Linked DNA regions of Mus musculus: all the other regions are linked to region 3. A link is a contact called in public promoter capture Hi-C data. All regions are on one chromosome and are shown on one strand. Each heading gives the region's core, a stretch centred on a gene start, on an enhancer-like site or on the middle of the called end of the contact. The rest is flanking DNA. Distances are from core to core; before and after follow the strand shown. Region 1 overlaps Bcl2l13 (BCL2-like 13 (apoptosis facilitator)). Region 2 holds the start of Cecr2 (CECR2, histone acetyl-lysine reader). Region 3 holds the start of Slc25a18 (solute carrier family 25 (mitochondrial carrier), member 18).

Region 1 (3,666 bases), core at 876-3,375, 100 kb after region 3:
GTGCTTTTAAATAGTTGTTAGTAATAAAATATTTCATGATGACAAAACATAGTTAACAAACCATCTCATATTTATCAGAGAATAACTATGAGATGAAGGCTGTCCATGCCTGCAGCAGCTTGAGGTTTCAGGTCCTGAGCCACCTCGTGTGCTGGGGATTGAACTCTAGTCCTCTGGAAAAGCAGTGCATGCTTTTAGTCCCGGGCCATCTCTCTAGCACAGGTTGTCTGAACTGTTAAGGTCATAGTGTATGTGTCCGTAGACAGTAAGGTCATGCTTAGATATGGATTAGTAATGTGTCCGTAGACAGTAGTAATTCTGCTTTGGAGTTGGTGAGGAGCATCGTTACTGTGTCCTCCTGTGGCCTGTGTGCTTCACTTAATGTTAGGGTTGTTCCTTAGCCTTTTTCATTTCCCCTTCAGTTCACCAGTGATCCATTTTAGCCAGCTTCCTTCCTCCATGAAAAAAGAGTTTTAAAATACAGTTGGAGTTTATTTAATCTTAGCACTCAGGAGGCACAAGCAAGTGAATTTTGAGTTTGTGGCCAGCCTGGTCTACAGAGTGACACCAGAGCTACACAGAGAAAGCTGGTCTCAAAAACACATGCCAACAAAAGGGGTGGGGGGAGTTAGAAGCTGGAGATGGTCTTTGAAGTGCTTTCTGTGCAAACATGATGACCCACATTCGATTCCTAGAACCCAAATAATAAAATCAGACATGGGATGCACACTTGTACACCCAGCACCACCGGAGAGACAGCTCAGCCAAATCAGCAAGCCCCAAGTCCCAGAGACAGACAGCTGTCCTGAGGGTCAGCACTGCAGGTTCACCTCTCACAGGCTTATTTACCTGTAGTTTTCTCCATATTTCCATTTACTATTAGACGCTGTTCTGAGCATTCTTATATATGTACATTTCTTTCTTTGTCCTTTTTGTTTTTCTTTTTTTTCCCCTCTCCCTCTCCCTCCCCCTCTCCTCCCCCTCCCCTTTCCCCCTCCCCCACCATTGAATGGGTCACAATTTGGGGCAACCATTTGTTGGCACATGAATGCACACACATGCATAATACAGGGAGGGAGGAGAGGGAGAGAGAGAGAGAGAGAAAGCGAAAGAGAGAATGCACACACACGCATGCATGCATGCAAACAAACAAACTTAGGAAAACCTTAACAAAAACAACTAAGGCACTGAAGCCATTGGCCTGTGATCCCAGTACTTTGAATGTGGGGGCAAGCGGACCAGGAGTTGAAGGGCAGCTTTGTGGGCATAGCTGACTCAGGGCTAGCTTGTGGGCTGTGTGAGACCCTGTCTCAAAAATTGATGATGATGATGATGATAAAAGTAGAAATCAGGTGCTACTTTTCTTTTTCCCCTTTATAAATATTAGTACTTCTTTGAAATTTCCATACAATTGATTGATCACATTTATACCCTCTTCTCCTCTCAGACCCACCCATTCCTTTCCCATCTCCAACTCCATGTCCTTTTTTTTTAAATATATAACCCATCAAGTCCAACTTACACTGCCCATTTACTACCCGATGGGGTGTGGGACACTACACCAAAGTGTGGTTGACCTCCCAGGATCTACACCCTTAAAGAAGAATGGCTCCCCCCGCCCCCAAAAGCCATAGCTCCTTCATTAAGAGTGGGTGCTCGGAGCCTCCTTCCCTCTGTGCAAGAATGTTGACTGGCCTGAGGCTATGACTGGTTGGTCTCTTATTAGTGGGTGCAACTGTGTCCTCTGACACAGGGTGTCTGCATGAGTGGTGAGTATTGAATTGACAGCGCTTAATGCCATTGTAAGCCAACCCTGGTGGCACAGGTGTATAATCTTAGTACTTCGGGAGCAGAGGCAGAATTGTTAGTTTGAGGCCACCTGGGCTTCACAGTGACTTCCAGGCCAACTTAACTACATAGTGAGAGCTTAAAAAAGAAAAAAAGAAAGAAAAGGAAATTTCTGTTTTGTAAATGGTATGCTATTAGGTGTGTCTGTAAGTGTTCACGTGGCTTCTGTCTTCTCACTGTTAAGTGTGGCTTGTGTTTGGCCTGCTACCCAGTGAGGGCAGGTAAGAGCTGCGAGCTGTGACTAAGTGTTTTCTCCCTCTGCTCTCTGCTCTCTGCTCTCTGCGGTCTCATTTCCTAGCGGGTTACATTGTATCTGTTTCTGAAAGGGCAGCCCTTCAGGTCTCCTGTGCCTTTGATTTCCTCTGTTGTCATGCACTGCACTAAAAAGGTTCAGTTTTAGATTATGTAGAAAAACTACTGTAAACTCGCACTAGTCTGTCTTACATTTTTGAATGAAATTAATCTTTTATCTGTTTCACCTGAATTGAAGATTGTCCTTAAGATTTTAAAGAGTAGCAGCTACAAAAAAGTCTATTTTTAGTCTAGACTAAGGATTCTCTTGGAAGCATTTAGGGTAAGGGTTTCTTATAGCTTCATGCTATGAACATTGATCTGAAACTTAGTAGATGGTTGCAACAAAATCAGCTTAGTTTAGTAAGTTCTGAAGACTGCAGGTCTGGGCGTTCATTATATTGGGTTCCAGATTGATTCCCATCCCCCTCTTCAGTGCCAGAGACGAAAGTCAGAGCCTCACTATGGACTGCACAAGAGCTCTTTGCCTCTTGGCTGCAGTCCCGTCCCAGAGCTGGGTTCTGAGATATGCTCTTGTAGGTCTTGGCATCATATTACATGATGATAACTTCCAGAAGGTCTTTCCATACGTTGTCTTCTTATTTTAGTTTAGAAGGGATTGAAGAAGCATTTGGTTGTTAGTATCCTGTTACCTGTTTCCATTTCATAAGCCGAATACATGAAAGATGGTGAATTGGCCCAGCTAAGTGGAAGTGCTTCTCTTGATGGATTTACCAATGAGGATGGGCTGTGGAATTCCACCCACCCATCCTCAGATGGAAAAATGAAACCGTAGGTGCTAGATCAGCAGCCATGACACAAAAGGCGAAATTAACATCAAGCTGGCCAAATAATGTGTAACGGATGTGAGGGAAAAAAAAAACAAGCTTGAAGCAAAATAAACTCAATATTAGACATCAGGAAGCAGTATACAAATTTAACTAATCTTATTTTTGTTTCATGTAGACAAGTTGGCCTTGAACTTGCTATATAGCTGACCTCCTTGAGGCTGGCCTTGAGCTCCCGGTTCTCCTTCCTTGTCTTCCCAGTGCTGGAGTTACAGAGCTGCGCCACCACACTTGGTTTCTGTAGTGCTGGGCATGAAATCCAGGGCTTTGTGCATGGAGGCAACCACTCAGTCAGTTGCCAAACATATTTTCTGTGTGTCTGCTTGCTTGAAGAGGGTAACCTGTTTTCTCTGCTTTTGGCCATAAACTTGAGACAGTGTGATATAGTGGACTTCAGCTTGCTTTACAGCAGAAGGTCAAGTGTGAGGCCGATGCCCTGTTAGAAACAAGCTCAGGTGATGGATGGTTCTAGAAATGCATTTGAGTGTTCACTCTGCCAAGCTTCAGGGCCCTAGAACAGCTGTCTGTGTGGACAGCTCCCCACTGGGCAGGGCTGTAGTGGTCATCCTTTTTTATTTTTATTTTTATTTTTTTGAGGGAGGGAGTTTATTAAGGGTGGCCTAGAACTTACTGTATAAGCTGGCCTCCAACTTACAGCAATCCTCTTGTCTCAGCCTCT
Region 2 (4,122 bases), core at 643-3,142, 110 kb before region 3:
AGTAATGACAACTGAGATGCCAGCTAAGAAGGTTAGATAATGATAAAAGATAAAGATGGAAGTGAGTGATAGGAGGATCAGGGAGACCAGGGAGGAAGGATCAAACAAACAGTCAGAACATAATGGCTTTGACACAAGTATGTTAAGAAACGCCACAGCACCCAGAGTGTCTGTAACCCCAGCACCCAGCAAGTGCAGGAAGGATTGGTTCAAGGTGCAGAGAGCTTGTTGCTCCCTAGTCTGGGCTTCATGCAACCCTTTTCAAAGGAAAATGGTGTGATACATGAAGAGCACAGCAGTTCAGGGCAAGTCAAACATGGAGGCTCCAGCCTGGGCTACAGACTCACAAAAAAGTTCCACGGAGCCCTCCTGTATCCCTCCACCCCCATTCATGAGGTATCTACAGAGTAGCTGCGTTTTGAAAACATTCAAAAACAAACTTTAAAAATAAAAATGGGATAGATAGCGTGTAGGGGTTGCTAACTCTCACCTACAGGGCAGTGTGAGGGAAGATGAAGTATCTTAAGGTTAGTTGGCTCACAAAAGGCACACTTGGATATATAACTTAAGGATTTTAGTGTTTTTAAGTGCTGCCTTACAAAGACACAAGAGGTTAGTTATTAAAGTAATTAGAATAGGTGAGGGAGGAGGAACGAGCCAGGCCTCCCACTTACACATCTATCTCACAAACTCGCTCCCTATTATTCTTTCCAGGGTTGTACCTATCTAAACAGCCGAATTTGAGTGCACCTAAGGGGCGGTGTTTCTGGCGAGGTGGACTAAAGAAGCAGCCAGGACTCTTAGAGTAGAACTGCTCAAGCGCAAATGACCAATACAAATAGGCGCTACTACAACGTAGTTTTTCCAAACTTCTGGGCTATTTCGGGGGTGATTTTTTCCCCTTCCGGTTTAGACAGAATTCCACCGTCCTAAATAGCAGTTAACTTTTCTAAAGTCCGAGCACCTTCCTCTCGGAGCGTATTCCCGCAGCCCGGGCAGGTCTCCACCCCCACCCGGACACACGTCCTTAGTCTCCAGGCTCTTCCCCATCCCCCAGCCTCCCAGCCACATTGTGAGCACTCGCGCCCGCAGCAGCCGCGCTCCGCTCCGGCGAGGGCAGTCAGAGGGCTCAAAGCCAGTCTCCTCCAGGGCGGCTGCACGTGTCCGTTCCCTGGGGTGGGGGAAATTGCTCTTCCCGCTAGGCTGCTGATTGGTGCCTCCCCCCTACTCCACCCTTCCCGCCACACTCTACCCCTCCATCCTACTCGGTTCCAGCCGAACCAGCCCCACCACCTTCTTCCCTTGGAGAAGCGAGGCACTTTAGCGCTCCCTTAAGTCCCGTTCTCAGATAGGCTAATAATAGTAATAATAATAAAAATAAAAAAGCGCTAAAGAACAGGTGGAAAGCGCGTCGTTTCCCCGGGCCTCCGGTTTCCAGCGTGGACGTCCCACTCGCTCTGTCCCGCGCCACCCTCCACAGCAGTAATAACTGAAATCCCACACGTGCGCACTCCCGGAGCGAGTCCCCAGCAAGAGCACCACCCCGCGGGCCCTTTAAAAGGACTCGACCACTGAGGCCACGTGGGGGTGGGAGAGACCCTTATTGTCTTCCGTCACCAAAGTCGCCGAACTCCCCGGCCCCAAACACCTGCACGGCAGAGCGCGGCTCCCACCCGCCCGGCCGCCCGCGGGCTGCGCGCGGGCCCCTCCGCGTCACGGGCGGCCCCTCCCCGGGCGCGGCTCGCCCGCTCCCCCTCCCCCGCCCTCGGTGCAGCTGTCCGCGCAGGGGTGGGGGCGGGGTTGTTGTTGTGGTGCGCGCCGGCCCCGCCCCCTCCTCGTGGGCGGCCCCTCCTCCCAGGTTTCTGCCGGGCCCCCTCCCCACCCCCAGCCCCATCTGTTTTCCTCAGCGCTGAGTGGATTATATTGTATGGGATTGGGGGCGGCCGCACGGCCGCGGCGGGACGGGGCGAGCGCGCGGCCCCCGCCGGCTGCCCGAGCAGCGGCCGCTTGAGCGAGTCGGACCGCCGCCCCCCGCCCGGCCGCGCCTCCGCTTGAGCTCACGCCGAGCGGCGGGAGCCGCCGCGCGCTGAGTGAGAGGCGCTGCCGGCGGCCGGAGTCCGAGCGAGCGAGCGAGAGCGAGTGAGCGAGCGCGGCGGGGAGATGTGCCCGGAGGAAGGCGGCGCGGCCGGGCTGGGCGAGCTCCGCTCCTGGTGGGAAGTCCCGGCCATCGCGCACTTCTGCTCGCTCTTTCGCACGGCGTTCCGCCTGCCCGACTTCGAGATCGAGGTGAGTAGCCGGCGCTGCGCCCTTTCTCCGCGCTTCTCTGCGGGGAGTCGCGGGCCGCCGACTTGGCGCGGAGTGCGGGCGGCGAGGGGGCTCGGCGGCGGGCACGAGGCTGGCGGCCGGCACGGGCTCCCCGTGGCCCCGCGCGCTCTCGCCGGCGGGGGTCGAGCCTGCTTTTGTCGGCGCGGGACCCCGGGGCTCTCCCGGGACTTCTCGGCCGGTCTGAGGGCGAGAGTGCGCGCGCGCTCCCCGCTGGAGCCTCGGAGGCGGCGAGCAGCTGCTCAGGCGGGGACCGGGACGCGATGCGGGCTCACGCGCCGGGGGCCACAGCGGCGGGGCGGGAGCGGCCTCGGGCAGGGGCGGCGTTGCTCGGGAGACGCTCGCCCGGGTCGCACTTGGCGGACTTGCGGAGGCCCGTAACTCTCGGGCGCTTCGAGTCAACTTCGGGCGGGCGCAGATGGGGCCTGGGCTTGGGGCGTTCTCCTTGTGGGACCGCCCGTCGCTCACCGTCGCTCGGGACGCCGAGACTGTGGAGGGAAAGTTTGGGCCCCCCTCCCTTTTAAAACAGCTCCTCTACGGAGGAAGGCGCAGCCGTCCGTATTCCGGGAGCTCTCTCTCTGAGTTGATTTCGCCACCATTATTCCCCCGGGCGAGCGAGGAGGAAAGGAATGGCTTTCTGGCCAGGCCGAAGGTGCTTTCAAGACCCGAGGCTTTGTGATAACTGGACTAAAATCCGAGGGTCCTAATGACAAGGACGGTGGCGGGAGTGTGGGAAACGGAATGTATAAGATGGTCCGAAGCAGCATCCTGGCATTTATTTTTGGAAGGAATTGTGAAATACTGATTGGTTGGCAGGTTGAGTTGCTTTTTTTCCTGTCTGTAGGGACTTAATCACCCTTTTTTTTTTTTTTTTTCTTCCTTGGGACAAAGGTACAAGAAACTGTTGTTGGTCAGTTACTGTTTTCAGTTTTGTGACTGCCTTTACAATGGAAGTAATCAAAATTAAAGTAATTTATTTGGGAAGTCTGACCGTTGTGGTTGCCTCTTCACCCCCCCCCCCCCCGAATCTTGATTTTAATTTGTTGACTCTTGAGGTCTTCGCACACCTTTATTTTTTAAAGTCCGTTGTGTTTGCAGAAATATCACTTGCTTCTATGAATGAAGCGTGGGAATTTCCTCGTGTTGCAAAGTTAACGAAATTGGAAATCTAAACCGATTACAAGGGGTGTAGGTTAGGAAGGTGAAGAGGAATGTGGACTGAAGTTGGGGCCATTCGATGGCTTTTGGAGGGACTTTAAAACAAAGTGAAAAGGTTGGTAGGATTTTCCAGGTCGTGGGCTTCTCCAGGCTTTAGGAAAATGAAACTTGGCAATTAAACGCAACTCAAAGCGTTTATTTACAAAGTTTGAACAGGAGTGTAAGGACCATTTTTGTGATGAAATTTTGTAATGAAATCGGACTACAAAGATTAACGATTTGAGGAATCTTAAAGGGGAAGAGATGATGATTAATGATTCTGATGTCCTGTGTTTCCTTTTAGTTAGTTTGAAATCTTGAGTAGTCTAATTAAATCCTGCTGTTCAAAATGGCTGCAGTGTGTGTGTGTGTGTGTATGTGTGTGTGTGTTGGTGCTTGTGACAATTGCTGTCTTGGGTGCTGATAAACCTGTCCCAACCCATTTTCTTTCAAGAGGAAATAAATTGATGTGCGGATTACAAATTGAGTACATTTGAAAACGCCACTGTTGGAGAAATGGCACTTTCCCAAGTCCTTGTATTCCCATTTTGTTGATAAAAAGGTAGAGGAAACTCATTTTGTCTTAATTATACTCAACATATT
Region 3 (3,655 bases), core at 1,058-3,557:
GCATTGACTGCTCTCCTTGCAGAGCCTTTGGTGAGCAGTCAGTTGACAGAGACCATAGATAACCTGTAGCTTGTAGTCATCCAAGTTACAGATATCCAGAAGAGGGAGCTGCAAGCCCAATGAAGCTTAGGCTAACCCAATTGTTTTTAGTTCTAGTTCCTGGGAAATGTTTTGATTAGGTAGGTTATGTAATCAACCGTGGTCTTAGACCAAACTACCTAGCTGCTTTTATTATTACACTTTTAAGTAGTCCTCATTCCATAATAATTCAGCCATACATGTGCCTACCCACAATCTCTGGACTCTGAAGACTGCAGGTCAGTTAGTAGCTGGTGGCCAGCTAATGCAACAAGGACTTGTCTCTTTTCCTTCACATGGGTTCTGGGGCTCAAACTCAGATTGGTGGGCTTAAAAAGGTAAACATTTTCATCTGCTGAGCCATCTCTCCAGCTCAAGGCCTCTTCAAAACATACAAAAGTAAAACAACCCAGTCCTGAGAACGTTACACAATAGAAAAGGGCATTTCTTCTATAAAATACGCTGTGTCACTTTATTTTCTAGTGTGGTTGCATGTCTATGTAATTTCTGGAACAAAGTAAGCTTTAGGATGAACACTTTTAGGAAACCTAGGTGTGTACTATGCTGGTCACATTGTTCTCTCTGATGGTGGTGGTTTCTGTTTGCCTGGAGTGGGATGGCAAGTCACTGGCTGCCAGCCCCATGCACCAGCCTCTCAGAAACCCAGCCCAGTTGCATCATGCCTTAGGCATCCAGACAGCTGCTTCCTTGTGCACCCTACTGTCCCTTAGAAAATAGAAACTTGGGAGCCTAACTTATTCTCCACCCAAAACCCCCATATTACATAATTCCTCAACAGGGAAAGCCAGATTACTAAGAATTTAGCTGTGGGCCTGGAGGAATGGCTCAGTGTTAAAAGTACTTGCTTCTCCCAGTACCCACAGAGCAACTCACAACTGCTTGCAATTCCAGTTCCAAGAGATCCAGTGCTCAGTTCTGACTTCCATTGTGCATATAAGATACAGGCAGTCATTTACATGTACAATCCTGTATGTCAATTAAAAATAGATCTACTGTAAACAAAATAGAACTTAATTCTTAGAACTTGATGTAGATCAATTGATAAGAGTGTCTGCGGCCGGTGTGGTGGCGCACACCTTTGATCCCAGCACTCGGGAAGCAGAGGCAGGTGGATTTCTGAGTTCGAGGCCAGCCTGGTCTACAGAGTGAGTTCCAGGACAGCCAGGGCTATACAGAGAAACCATGTCTCAAAAAACAAACAAAAAAGAGTGTCTATACTGTGTGTGAGGCCTCAAGTTCCAACTTCCAACTCCAGATGAAGCTGGGTGTGTGTCAGAGAGGCAGGAAGCTCAAAATCAAGTCCTCTTGTATACATAGCTTACAGCTTAGGATACACAAGATCCTATCTCAAAAGAAAGTGTCTATTCTACACAAATCATTTTGACGAAACAATGCTAAATCCTGTATACAACAAAAAATACTATCTTCTACTACTAGTGAGCTTGATTTTAAAACTTGTTTGTGCAGTATTGTTCTGATCTCTCCCTGAAAATATTAATAACGGAGAAATACCTAGCTGGAGTCTTCTGGAAGGGGAATGGCTTATGATCTGTGGCTATTATGTACATGGTGTCTTTGGCTGTGGCTCTTTTCTCCTGGGTGGCTGTAAATCCTTCCAGCTCGGCCAGGAGTGGCAAAGCTCTGAGCACCGATGCTGCTGCCTGTCAGGGCAGACTTCCCTGTCCTCACCCCCCACTTCGCTCTGGTAGCTTGGCCTTGTTGATCTGTTGCCCTGGATTCAGTTCCTTGAGCTTTTGAAAGGACAGTGTTTGTGCATTTGTTTCTGTCTCCTTTGTGCTTACAAGGCTCACTCCTCTAGTTTCCTGAGGCAGTTTTAGCAAAAGCTTTCAGTGCACAGTGAAGTGCTGTAGCAGCCAAGAAGGCAGCTGGGAAATGCCCAGATTGAGCTATTGTATCCTGGAGTCCCTGCCCCCGTGCCTCCATGACACGAATTTTAATGCAGGTGCCTTGAGACCATTTGAGGAGTGGAAAACCACAACTTGCTCATCCTGTGGGCTCATTTCTGACCACATAGGACCATTCACCCTGGTCTGGCTGAGCAGAGGTTTTGAAGCAGTGAAGCCAGCTCCTCAGATTGTATCACGAGTTTTAACTCTAGGGAAGAGTTAAGTCTTTATAGGAAGGAAGGCAAAGACAAGATCCAGCACAGCCGGGCCTGGAGTATACCAAACACAGATGTGGAGTGACCCCTAAACGCCTTGTCCGTAAGTACAGTTGCCCTTGCTGTCCTTAGGGATCGGTTCCAGAATTCCCAGTGCTAAGTCCCAGTGCTTAAGTCCCCATGTAACTTGGTATTTGCATACCATCTATGCACATGGCCCTGTATATTGTTGTCTCTTTTAAAAACCCCATGTATAGAGCTGTCACGCTGTACTGTTGAGCACTGACGAGAGAAAATGTCTGTGCATACTCAGCACAGAATCCCCACTCCCGCAGTTTGCTGCATCCACTTGAGGCCCAGCAGACTGATGAGCAGCATCTGCCTGGCACTTTGCCTGCTCCTTCAGAATACAGAGGAAAGACTACTGTCCTTTCCTCAGTTAGTAAAGGGGGACACATTGAAGGAAACCAGCCTACAGCAACCAAAGTGCTGGAAGGGATGGTGCTTAGCCAGAGGTGAAGAGGGTGAAGTCTGGTTTGTTACTCATTGCAGCAGGGTGGTTCTTGGTGTGTTCACACCATTTGGCCTGGACAGACATCAGTGCACAGGTTAAGTCTGACCTGGTATCTGTCAGACAGTAACCTACGTTATGAACAAACATCACCTAGAACCTGGTTTAAATGTAGGTTCTGTGCCTTCCTCCTCCTGCCTGATCAGCCCATGAAGTGCCCAGCCCCCTGATGTGAGACACCCTCTTTGATGATGCATCACAGACCATAAGAGCACCCCCATAGTGGAAGGACCTGGCATCAAATCTAGGGCTTTACACCTTTCTGATCTGAGCTGAATTTTACCTTCATACCTAGCGGATATATCTATCTCCACTAACGTCTCCTGAAGAACTATGGAAGGCAGCTTATGTTGCTGACTAAATGGTAACAGATGTCCTCTCATCTATACTTGGGAAGAAATAGCAAAGCTGACGAACTCCCTTACTGTCCACCCTGACTTAGGCCACCTGCTGTCTTCCTTTCATTGGTCTCAGTCCAGTTCAGTTTCCCATTTTCTCTGCACCTCAAAGTTTTCAAACTGTGGCCCTAATATCAAAACTGTAGTCCTTTGCTATCTAACAGCCTACTAATAATACATGATAGTCCCTCAGCTGCTGCAACATTTTAGTTAACAAGCTCCTGCCAGACTGCCTCTTACTGGTTTCCTGGGCTACACAAAACCTGCCTTAAAGAGATTGGTTTTCATGATGCACTCAAGATTGAAAGCCAGCCAGAAAGTTGGAAAGCTTGACTGTGTACCTGTGTCATTAGGGTATCCCGGTAACATAAGACTTGGTCATTGGGCCTGGGGGGTTGGAAATACTGCCTTCCTAGCTGACTTGGGATCTTGCAGGGCCACTCTGGAAGCAAGTAGACCTTTGAT

Evidence for each region. Promoter capture Hi-C pulls out the DNA fragments that hold promoters and counts their contacts.
Region 1: a contact with region 3 is called in a promoter capture Hi-C map of liver, with 2.6 times the contacts expected there. The contact joins the enhancer-like site here to the promoter of Slc25a18 in region 3. A contact is called at or near these places in 4 of 39 promoter capture datasets (the C10 cell line, HPC-7-derived erythroid cells, hematopoietic stem and progenitor cells and 1 more) and 6 of 484 Hi-C or Micro-C datasets (the Ba/F3 cell line, the G1E-ER4 cell line, the HPC-7 cell line and 3 more).
Region 2: a contact with region 3 is called in a promoter capture Hi-C map of pre-B cells. The contact joins the promoter of Cecr2 here to the promoter of Slc25a18 in region 3. A contact is called at or near these places in 18 of 39 promoter capture datasets (the 3T3-L1 cell line, 3T3-L1-derived adipocytes, the HPC-7 cell line and 13 more), 2 of 484 Hi-C or Micro-C datasets (nephron progenitors and stem cell-derived neural progenitor cells), 1 of 115 datasets of contacts at active chromatin or transcription factors (embryonic stem cells) and 2 of 9 other capture datasets (adipose tissue and pancreatic islet).

Annotation. Positions count from the first base shown.
Region 1 is chr6:120,876,611-120,880,276 of GRCm38.p6, forward strand. All of the region lies in intron 6 of Bcl2l13 (BCL2-like 13 (apoptosis facilitator)), which reads left to right. Among named protein-coding and RNA genes, the nearest start is that of Bid, 38 kb to the right of the region's middle. Within about 2 kb of position 2,126, at least 9 of the 459 cell types and tissues checked have an H3K27ac peak or open chromatin away from gene starts, as enhancers often do.
Region 2 is chr6:120,664,422-120,668,543 of GRCm38.p6, forward strand. Cecr2 (CECR2, histone acetyl-lysine reader) reads left to right here and starts at 1,893. Exons shown (of 19, transcript NM_001368706.1): 1 at 1,893-2,286. The coding sequence starts at 2,161.
Region 3 is chr6:120,771,461-120,775,115 of GRCm38.p6, forward strand. It overlaps Slc25a18 (solute carrier family 25 (mitochondrial carrier), member 18), which reads left to right and starts at 2,308. Exons shown (of 10, transcript NM_001081048.2): 1 at 2,308-2,324.